Regions from separate parts of the Ovis aries genome. Here region 2 is linked to region 1. A link is a contact called in public Hi-C data. All regions are on one chromosome and are shown on one strand. The core of a region is the stretch at or near the end of the contact, and the rest is flanking DNA. Distances in the headings are between cores, read along the strand shown. Region 1 has its middle 27 kb from the start of HELT. Region 2 has its middle 17 kb from the start of SLC25A4.

Evidence for each region. A called contact is a pair of places that touch in the nucleus more often than the background predicts.
Region 2: a Hi-C map of liver shows a contact between it and region 1, with 5 times the contacts expected there. The contact joins two enhancer-like sites. A contact is called at or near these places in 11 of 16 Hi-C or Micro-C datasets (blood, hypothalamus, liver and 7 more).

What each region holds. Positions count from the first base shown.
Region 1 is chr26:14,591,939-14,597,344 of ARS-UI_Ramb_v3.0, forward strand. No RefSeq gene overlaps it. Among named protein-coding and RNA genes, the nearest start is that of HELT, 27 kb to the left of the region's middle. Within about 2 kb of position 1,298, at least 4 of the 54 cell types and tissues checked have an H3K27ac peak or open chromatin away from gene starts, as enhancers often do. A contact at or near this core is called in liver, where this site is marked.
Region 2 is chr26:14,656,753-14,661,844 of ARS-UI_Ramb_v3.0, forward strand. No RefSeq gene overlaps it. Among named protein-coding and RNA genes, the nearest start is that of SLC25A4, 17 kb to the right of the region's middle. Within about 2 kb of position 1,294, at least 3 of the 54 cell types and tissues checked have an H3K27ac peak or open chromatin away from gene starts, as enhancers often do. A contact at or near this core is called in liver, where this site is marked.

The DNA.
Region 1 (5,406 bases), core at 48-2,547:
TTGCTTGTTTCTCAGAATTCAAGCTAAAAAGGGCTTGTATTGTCAGTTGCAAAACAGCAGGGGGAGCTCATGAGATTTCTAAGGCCGCTATTACCAGCTACCCTCCCCCTCCAAAAAACACTACTTTAAGCATAAACTGAACAATACCAAGGGGAAACCCAAACAAAGAGAAAAGGAAGCAAAAAATAATAATAAAATTCTTTTAACGAGAGGTGGAAACAGCCAAAGTCAGCTGTATAATAAAGTACCGATACAAACTAACACTTAATCCAAATCCAGCTCTACAAGCCCAACTCTCAGGGTCTCCTTACTTTCCCTAACAACCCAATGTACCCCTGGGTCCCCAAGACCCCAAACTGCTCTGGGCCCTTTACCAACTTTTTCATATGTCAGAACAAAGTTTTAGACAGTTGGCTTTAAAACTACTGTGCTTAAATTTTTAAATGTATATAAATTTTAACAATCAGTGAAAAACTTCTCTTTGAGGAACAGCTTAAAGAGTACTAATTTAAGAATCCCCTGGTGGCTCAGACAGTAAAGCACCTGCCTGCAACGCAGGAGGCCCGAGTTCGACCCTGGGTCAGAAAGATCCCCTGGAGAAGGAAATGGCAACCCACTCCAGTATTCTTGCCTGGAAAACCCTATGGATGGAGGAGCCTGGGGGTCTACAGTTCATGGGGTTGCAAAAGAGTGAGACATGACTGAGTGACTTCACTTTTTAAAGAATATAAAAAACACTGGGCTGTAAACCACAGAATAGTGAAAGAATCTATGAAATATAGCTCTTATTAATTGGGAAAAGTAAGGGGAACCAAGAGTTCCATCCTGAGCTTTAGGGTTGGAATAAGAAGTCACTCCCTATGAGGACAGGAGTGGTGTGACAAACAAGAGTATTTCCTATTTGGGAGAAATCACAAGTGACATTGGTACTACTTTCCATTTTGTTCTCTGAACCTTAGCCTGGAAGATAGGACTTGATTAGCAGCATTAATTGTTCAGCATTAACAAGCCATCAACATAACCTTCAATGATAGTTAGCTTGAGGAAACACAGAACAACAAAACAAAAAGTCCCATGATGACAGAAATTCACTTAGCAATATATACTATAAGGACTTAATATAAAGACAAGTAATAAATTCACAAGAAGAAACAATAGCCCTTAAACTTATAAGTTTAATAAGTCCCACACTTACCAGGTAAATAGCTCTCTCCTAATACAAGGCTCAGTAACTGATAAAATCTCTGATAAAGATGTCTCTTCCAGGCTCCTCTCATGCGCTAAAATAGTGACTATACCAGCCACCAGTTAAATATTACACCCAGTGGTTATCCCAGTCATTTATTCCCTCACTGCTGAGTACCCTATACCTAGGAAAGATGCCTATACTGAGTGATCCTCTACTGGTCAGGCAGGATTTTGGTCCACGGACATGCTTACTGCTTCCTATCACTATGGAAATAAGATCCAGAAAAGGACCTGGAAGTTCAGAGGAAAGTGTTGGCTTCTAGAGGGAGCTCAGAGTCTATCCTCACTTGCCCTCCTTTCTTCCCACATAGGGATGGGCCAGGACATTGCCTTACTCAGCCCCACAAGGCCATTTTATTGTTCACTATAAGAGTAAATGAGATAAATATTCCTTCTGTTGAGTAAAAGGTCCTGATGTAAGTTTTGTCTAAATAGGTCTTCACTGACTGTGACAAATGTTGAGATACTGAGGTGTGACTAACATATGATATGAGAAATAAGAGAACCCTAATCCTGCCTTAGACACTCGTTTCCAAGGGATTCTGAGGAAGATGTAAACAAAAATGATGGAACAGAGCAAATAAACACATCCAAACTGCATAAGATTCTACCCTAACCGCTAAAGCAGAGCTTGAGTGAGCTAGACTGAACTGGAAAATTTTCCTTTAACCAAGTCTGATCAGTGTAAACAGCAGAACCAAAGCAGGTTGTAAGAACAGATCAACCTGCTTTTCCCAGAGGACACACCCAAGTCTCAGATCTACATTTCACTGTATGGAGCCAGAGCACCATATGGGCCATTTCCAAAGAACCAAAGAAAAGAGGAAATGACACAGAAGGACCCTAAAAGATGCTAGACCTCAGGATTGCTGTATATGACTGGACACACTGGCACTGCACAAAGGCACCAGAAAACAGTGATCTGTGAGGGCTCAAAGCCAGCCTTCAGTCTAAATGCTGTATTCTAACATGGAGCTCTGTCCCCCTAGGAGGTGGGAGACACCCTTCTTAACTTCATACAAAGGTGACATTAGGCTAGAAGCTCTTTATGACAGGCTTCCTCCTCTGCTTCAGTGAAACAGCCATCTATTTTATCAAGTACATGTATCAAAGACTGACTTCTCAGAGCACTTGTAACAGTCCTCACTAATAAACCTTCCTTGCAGACACAGATCTTGGCATTTTTCTTTTCAGTATCTTCCAGTTCTAGTTTCGTAACATTTTTCTGAGAACTTCCCATTTGCTCTTGGCCCCATTCTTAAAAATGTCTGGTTATTGTCCTCTATCATCAGACTCAGGTTTAGCTGCTTATCATATTTGTTGATAAAAGAGGTTTATAGAATCTCAAGCTAATAATGATCATCTCCTAGAAACAAGTTTGATATCTATTTGTTGGTTTAAATCTGTGCCTGATAATTTTGATACTGATTTATGGCTGAGGAAGCAATCAAGAAGTTAGGAGTAGGTACAGGAAAGCTTATCACAGTCTTAGGAGTTAGAAAGAGCCTTGACATACTTTTCCATATGATATAATACTTTTATTTTTAGAAATAGTAAAGGATATTATTTCATAACATTTTACATTACTACCTAATTAGTGTTAGTCGCTCAGTTGTGTCCAACTCTTTGTGACCCCATGGACTGTGGCCTGCCAGGTCCTCTGTCCATGGGATTCTCCAGGCAAGAATACTGGAGTAGATTGCCATTCCCTTCTCCAGAGGATCTTCCCAACCCAGTGATCGAACCTGGGTCTCCTGCATTGCAGGCAGATTCTTTACTGTCTGAGCTATAGGGATGATACCTAATTATTACTCTATAATTACTTGTCATTACTTAAACATATGACGTATGATAACATGTAAAAATTAAATAAAAGTACTATGCGTGCTAAGTTGCTTCAGTTGTGCCTGACTCTTTGAGACGCTATGGACTGTAGCCTGCCAGGTCCTTTATCCATGGGATTCTCCAGGGAAGAATACTGGAGTGGACTGTCATGCCCTCCTTCAGGAGATCTTCCCGACCCAGGAATCGAATTCGCATCTCTTAGGTATCCTGCATTGGCAGGCAGGTTCTTTACCACTACTGCCACCTAGCACTGTAAAAATTAATAAACAGAAACCTCAATTAGAGTCATGAGGCCAGAAGTGGGAGCTCTCATGCCCTAGGAAGTCAGCAGAGCCCAGTAGGAAAAAGACTCCATTTCTTGCCTGACAAGAGCTTAGCCAATAGGAGACTGTCACAACTCACCCAGTGAAGAGCCACTATACTTGGACCTCTCAATTTCTCCAATAGACTCTGCTTGTGATAGTCTCCTTCCTCACTCCAACTTACTTTTCTCCTCTTCTCCTCTCCTTGCTGTGCAGGTGCTTGCTCCTGGCTCACCACGGTTACAGACCTAGAAATGCAGTTTTTTATTGATCCCAAATAAGTCATTTTTGCTGGAGAGTAACTAACTGAAAGTCCATTTGTTTAAGGTCAACAGGACACGGAAGAAAAATCTCACATTTGGTAAAAATCAACCATTGACCTTTTCATTTACATTCTTCACTCTCTGCTCTGTGTACATGTGTATACACAGTATATTTACAAAACTGAAATTATACTTTGAGTCTAGTGGGTAAATTATGAAAATAAAGAGAATGGGGACTTCCCTCAGTGGATGCAGGGGACACAGGTTCAATCCCTGGTCCAGGAGGATCCCATGTGCTGCAGAGCAACTAGGCCCACGTGCCACAACTACTGAGCCTGTGTGCTGCAGCTACTGAAGTCTGCAGGGCTAGAGCCCACGCTCCACAAGAGAGGACCACTGCAGGGAGAAGCCTGCACACGGCAAAGAGTGGCCTCTACTAGCTGCAGCTAGAGAAAGCTTGCACTCAGCAACGAAAATCCAGTGCAGCCAAAAAAAGCACACTCTCATAAAAAAAAGAAGAGAATGGAAGTGAGGTTTCTTTAAAAACTAGAATTATCTTGAGGAGGCTCAGAAGGGAATATGATCTAGGAAGGGAGACCAAGAGAGTTTTGGTTGCATCTGTAAATTTTTTTTGAAGAGATGAAGCAAATATGGCAAAATTTTAACGTCTGCTGAATCTGAGTAGTAGGTAGATAAGTGCTTGCTATATCATTCTATTTTTCTGTAAATTAGAAATGTTTTATAACTTCCAAAATAAGGAAAAGCTAGAAGTGCTATTAGGACTTAACATGTGATGTGTTTGTAGCAGTTTTACCATTTCTGGGGGTCTCTGCTATAGTCTTCTTTCTGGGAGTGTAGATTCATCTGACTTTTCATAAATTGCTTTTCACAAAGCTCAGAAACAGCCAACAGAGATTTTTCATCAAAAAGACTGGGTAACTCTCCCCTTAAAAGAAAGGTATAATCATTTCATAAAACCCTGTCTCTTTCTTTAGTGATGTGAAATTGTCATGGCCCCAGTGTCTCAGAGTGTTCAGCATAATTGTGGGAGAAACATGCACACTGAACACAAACTGGTAATGTAAGCATTTGAGGTTATATTTCCTATTTGTCATTACCATTCAATGATCGATCTTTCAGGGGATGAAAGGTTGTTTTTTTTTTTTTTTAATGGCTCAGAAACTACACAGACTGATGTAATTCATGACTTTTGGTTCCTGCTGCCTGAAGGTTTGTTTGAACTGGAAGGCCATCAGCAGAGAAAGTATGACTCCGGTCAGAAAGTTCCCCTTCCAGAAATTCCTGAGCCAAGGGGTTTTTCATTGACAAGGTATCCTGACATCATCTCAGACCAAGACTACCTTTTTATTAATAGTATTCAGACAGTGGAACCAAATTCTTGGAGGGCTTTGATAGTTCAGCCTAGGTAAATCGTCCTTCTGGAAAATTGCCGAAATGCACTAAAATATACGAAAATCCATGCCCCAAATTTTATCATACGCAGATGATAAAACTTAATTGTCCAATAGATTTCCATGTTGTATTGGAGCCTACTTTTTTAAACTTTCACATGGTACTACAATTTTCATTAGCATCTTCTTTAAATACTCCAGAGACTCACCTTTACTAAACAGTACAAAGTGTAAGACTCCATAAAATATAGCAAGTTTTTATTCCATGGTTCAGAAGAAGGAGAAAAAAATTACAAAGATATATTTTTGAAAATCCATACGACTTGTCAAAAATCA
Region 2 (5,092 bases), core at 44-2,543, 65 kb after region 1:
GATTCTTCTCTTTTGTCCTTCTGAGTACAGGCCTGGGACACCTAAGGTATCTACTTGCCCAGGATCTCCTTTCAGGGGTAGATGCTTTTGTGATTTAACTGATTACACTTTATCTTCCTCTTCTTCCAAAGGAGTAGATATTCCCAATATAGTTGCTGTGGAAATGTCTGACACTTTCTTTCCTAGTCTTCTTTTCAGTTGTGGGTATCCATGTGACATGGTTATAGATAATATGAAATACATAGAAATCTATTGAAACTGCTTCTGGAAAGGTTTTTTTTTTTTTTACATGACAAAAGGGAGACAGACATGGAGAGATGTTTCTCCACTGTGCAAGCTCTCCCTTCTCTTGCCTTTCAACAGGGCTATCTGAAGTGATGTCCAGAGCAGCTGCAGCTACCCTGCGACCTTGAGGTAAGAAACCTAAGGATGAGACATCAGCATGCTGAGAATGGCAGAGCACAAGGTCTGGGCCCTGAATGACATTAAAGACTTGCCAAACCAACTCTATACCCCTTAACCCTCAAAGTTTTTATCTTGTAAGTTTATTAAATGCCTTCATTGTTTAAGCCGCATTTAGTTGGATATTGTCACTTGTGGCCAAAATCATTCTAACGTCTACGTTATGGAAGAGAATGTCTACAGAATGACTGAGGTAATGTGCCATGACTGGTAATAAGAAACAGAATTGTGTTGAGAAAAGGGTGATTCAAACTCCCTCACCTGCTCCTCGAATATATCAGCACCCAAGGCCAGAGGAGCCATGTGTATTGGGTCCCCACACAGTGAAGAAGTTAGCATGTCTGTCAGGGGCAGTCGGACCATGTGTTTGTCTTTTAATAAATGGCCTCTATGCGGTGGGGAGGAGGTTAGATAAGCTCAGGGACAGTGAGGGAGGAAGAGAAGCTGCCCCCTTTCGCAATTCTCTGCCTGGGACGTGCCACCTCACCGGGTGCCCCATTCCAACCTGGCACAGCCACACCAGGACAAACGTCACTGTGCTCGTGGTCAGGTGGAAGGTCTGACGCCAGGTTTAGCTGTGCCAACCTGTCCTTGAGTCTCACGTGCTGACAGGCTGCAGAGGTAACCTGGCTGGCCAGCCACGCTGAAGCAGCTGCCAGGCAAGGGCAGCCTGCTGCAGGGAAGGCTGCGGAAAGAAGGCTGAGCGGGGTCCACGGGCCTGTCAGCCAAACCCAGAGAGGCCACACGGCCATCAGAGGCTGGACGGCGCTCACCTCAGCCCAGGGGAGCCACCAGGAGCTGTGCCCCAACGGCAGACCCCTGACCCTCTACTGAGGTCTGAAGGTTAGCCCTGACTGGAGAAGTGAAGCGCGCGGCCCAGAGGCAGGGACCCAGAGGCCAGTAGGCGTGCACAAAGTGGACCCGAGCATATCGGCTGAAGGTCGCATAAGCCGCTTGACCCTCATCCTGAAAGGAGCAGGACAAAGGACAGGCTCTAGGGAGACTGATCCTTCTCATCCAAGTCAGCCTGAAACCTCTTCTAAACGAGCAGCTTAAATTACCAGGTAGCTGCTGCTGCTGCTGCTGCTGCTGCTGCTGCTGCTGCTGCTGCTGCTAAGTCACTTCAGTCATAGACTAGGGCTTAAATGAAATTGGATCTTGGATTTTTTTTTTTTTTTTTTGCCGTTATCCCATGGGTAGGGGTGATGGAAAGGTGGGGCCAGGGCGGGTACAGAGGAAGGCATGATTCATTACAGGCAAAAACAAAAAGCGTACGTGTCATTAATGTGAGCTAAATGTATGACCTTGCTTCGTACAGTATTTCATTAAAAGACCTAGAAGGGTGGCCCTGGGGGAGAGGAGCTGGGAGTCTGGGAGTGTAAAGGAGGAGGCTTACTTTCCTCTGAATACTTTTTGCAGTCTGAATATCTTTCTGTGCCTATATTACTTTTTCAATTAAAAAATAAAAGAGTCCTCAGTAAAAAAACCAGTGAAAGTAAATGGTATGGGACTTCCCTGGTGGTCCAGGGCTTAAGACTCCATGTTCCCATTGCAGGGGGCATGGGTTTGATCCCTGATTGAGGAACTAAGATCCCACGTGCTGTGTAGTGTGGCCCCCACCAAAAAAGTAAATGCCACGAAAACTGTAAATGATAGTAGATAACGCATCATTCTTTCTCATAGAAATATTTTTAAAAGCCATAGTGGACCTGCCAAGAGATTATATAACATGAAAATTACACCTAGCAGGTAAAAGTAAACTAGAGGTGAAGGAGGGCACCATAAATCCTCATCGAGTCTCCAGGGCACAGGGAGGGACTCCTGTTGGCCATGCACCAGCTAAGCTGGACAGTCACCAGCGGGGGTAGGTACCTCTAACCTCACAGGCTAGGGTGGAGGAGGGGTAGCAGGGTCAGCAGCATCAATGAACTTGGGCATCCTCTCTTCTGGCTTAATCAGGGCAACCACTTACTAGCTGGTAACTCCGGGTAAGTTACTTAACGTTTCATTGCCTCAATATCCTCATATGTCAATTGAGAATAATAAGAATAATACAGTCACCATAGGGTCGCTGGAGGATTCAGTGTAAAGCACTCCAAGTTGTTCTTGGCATGAAGTTAGCATCTGCTGTCATGGCTACGTCTGGAACTGATTGGGGATCGGGGTGGAAGGTGCTCAGTCTTCCACTTTCTAAGCTCGCAGCAGTGCCAGATCTCGGGGTCTGCCATCACCCCGAGCAGGAGCCTCCTAGCTGGCCTTCCTGCCTCCAGTCTGCCCACCTCCACCCTGGACGCCTGCATGCTGCTGGGTGTATGATGCTTCTAAACTGCCAATGTGATCGTCTCACTTCCCTGTGCAAAATCCATCACTTCCCACTGATTTATTTGCTTATTGATTTATGGCTGCTCTGGGTTCTTCATTGCTGTGAGCAGGCTTTCTCTAGTTGCAGCAAGTGGGGGCTCGTCTCTAATTGCAGTACATGAGCTTAGTTGCCCCGAGGCAGGTAGAATCTTCCTGGACCAGGGATCAAACCTGTGTGCCCTGCACTAGCAGGGGGTTTCTTAATCGCTGGACCACCAGGGAAGTCCACTCCCCACTGATTTCAGAGTTACTTTAAAACCTTTTGGTTTAGCATACCAGGTCTTGCATTATCTGGGTGTGGGTTCCTCACTAGGCTCCTCGATCACTCCCACATCTACCCTCTATCTCAGCCACTCAAAACCAGAGGTCAGTTTGAAAATGCAGTGTGTGTTTTCTTTCCTCCACTTCTCTTCACGTGCTGTTGCTGAAATACTCTCCCTAGCCCCTTCTTTTTCTAGTTAGTGCATTCTCATCCTCTAAATTCAGTTTGTGTCACCTTATCCAGGAAGCCCTCTTGGATCATCCCATCTGATTTAGATGCCCTCCTCTGTGTTCCCATAACTCTTTCATAAAGCCCATTACATGCTCTATTGTAACTGTGTCTAAATTGTAAATTGCGTAAACACTGAAAGCATTTTTGGCTTGGTCTATTTATGCTGGATTGACAAATTTTACTTTATTTTTCCAATTAATTGAGCATATTCATCTAGAGCTCAGGGTGATTGTGCCCCCAGCTGCACCTGCCTTCTATTGTTCCAGGTAAGGGGCCTGGAGGCAGGAACAGGATCCTGTCTCCACTTCTCAGAGCCAGGAGCTGCCTGGCTTCACTGTCCCCTCTCTGTCACACCAGGCCATCTCCTCCCTTCTCTTGGCCAAGCTACTGCCTCCCCAGGAAATGAAATATTGGGGTCCCCTGCTCCTGGGCCCCCAAAACTCTACATGTTATTTCCTTGGCCATTCATGGACACAGCAGGTGAAATGGGGTGATGGGGATGACCCTCATCATGGACACTGCACTTATTCCTTAACCCAAGTCCTCTGCTATATCGACTGGGGCTGGATTGAGGGGCGGAGGAAAGTGCTGATCCCAGCAGAAAAGAACCTTCTGGGTGATTCTGGCGACAGGGACAGGGACCTTCTTGTCAAAGGTGGCAGGGACTCAGCAGTGCTAACCCCTCTCAATGGCTTGTATTACTTTGCTGAGCATCTAAATCTACAGTACTAATTACAGAACAATATTTTACAAATGTTACCGTGCATGACTCCTTGAATGAACTTACACAAATGTATACATATTCCTCCTTAGTACAGATATTCTGCAGTCCAGTTTGGGATACTTTTCTGTCCAAAGAACGTTATTTGGTCTTTTGGAACCTCACAGAACAAGGTGTTATAAAGACATAATATTTTCCTACATTTTAGTCAACTGTGATCATTTATTTGTACATATAGGAACCAAGTTCCATATCAGTAATGTAAACTGACAAGGTCATAAAGTAGTACACAGTGTGAACCAGTCTCCCATTTAACAAGAATTTCTGAAGTCATTTTCACCGGGCCTTAGAGGCCTCTGTGAGGAAATCTCAGTAAAACATTGGGGATAATGTTTTAGCCTCAAATCCTAACATGTGAAATGCTGTGTTTATGTTAGAAAGAAATTGCCAGAATGTACTGTAACTTCACACTTAGAGAAGAACTCCTACCTCCCAGTCATAAACAAAACCGAAAGCATCAAGCAAGAGGTCCCTCCCAGAGCAGGTTTCAATCATCTTTTCACATCAACCAAGGGACATGCATGATCTATCATAGGGCCCAGTCTCAAGCAAGGTTTGGAATTTCCTTTCCTGGTTCTAGCTCTTGGAGACCTAAAAAATAACCCCTCAGGGTCGAATACACTGTCAAGCTTGACATCACTTTGGGCTGGAAATCTCTGGACTTTTCTCCCCCTGATTCAAAACCAGTGCAGGTATGAAGACTGAAAATCATGCTGACAAGTAAATTAGGGAAAATGAAATATGAATAAAAAGCAAGTTGAGGGAGATTCTCTGTGTCCCTCTTCAAACGAAACCCACATATAATCCAAGATTGTGTGGTACACTCCTTGACAAATGTTCTGTTGTTTGGACTACTGCCCCAGCGCCCTGGGTCAGGAGGTCAGAAGCTGGCATCTCAATTCTATATATGTTTCTTTTTGGTTTTTTTTGGCTGTGTCTTGTGGCATGCAGGATCTCTGTTCCCTGCCCAGGGGGCAAACCTATGTCCCCTGCAT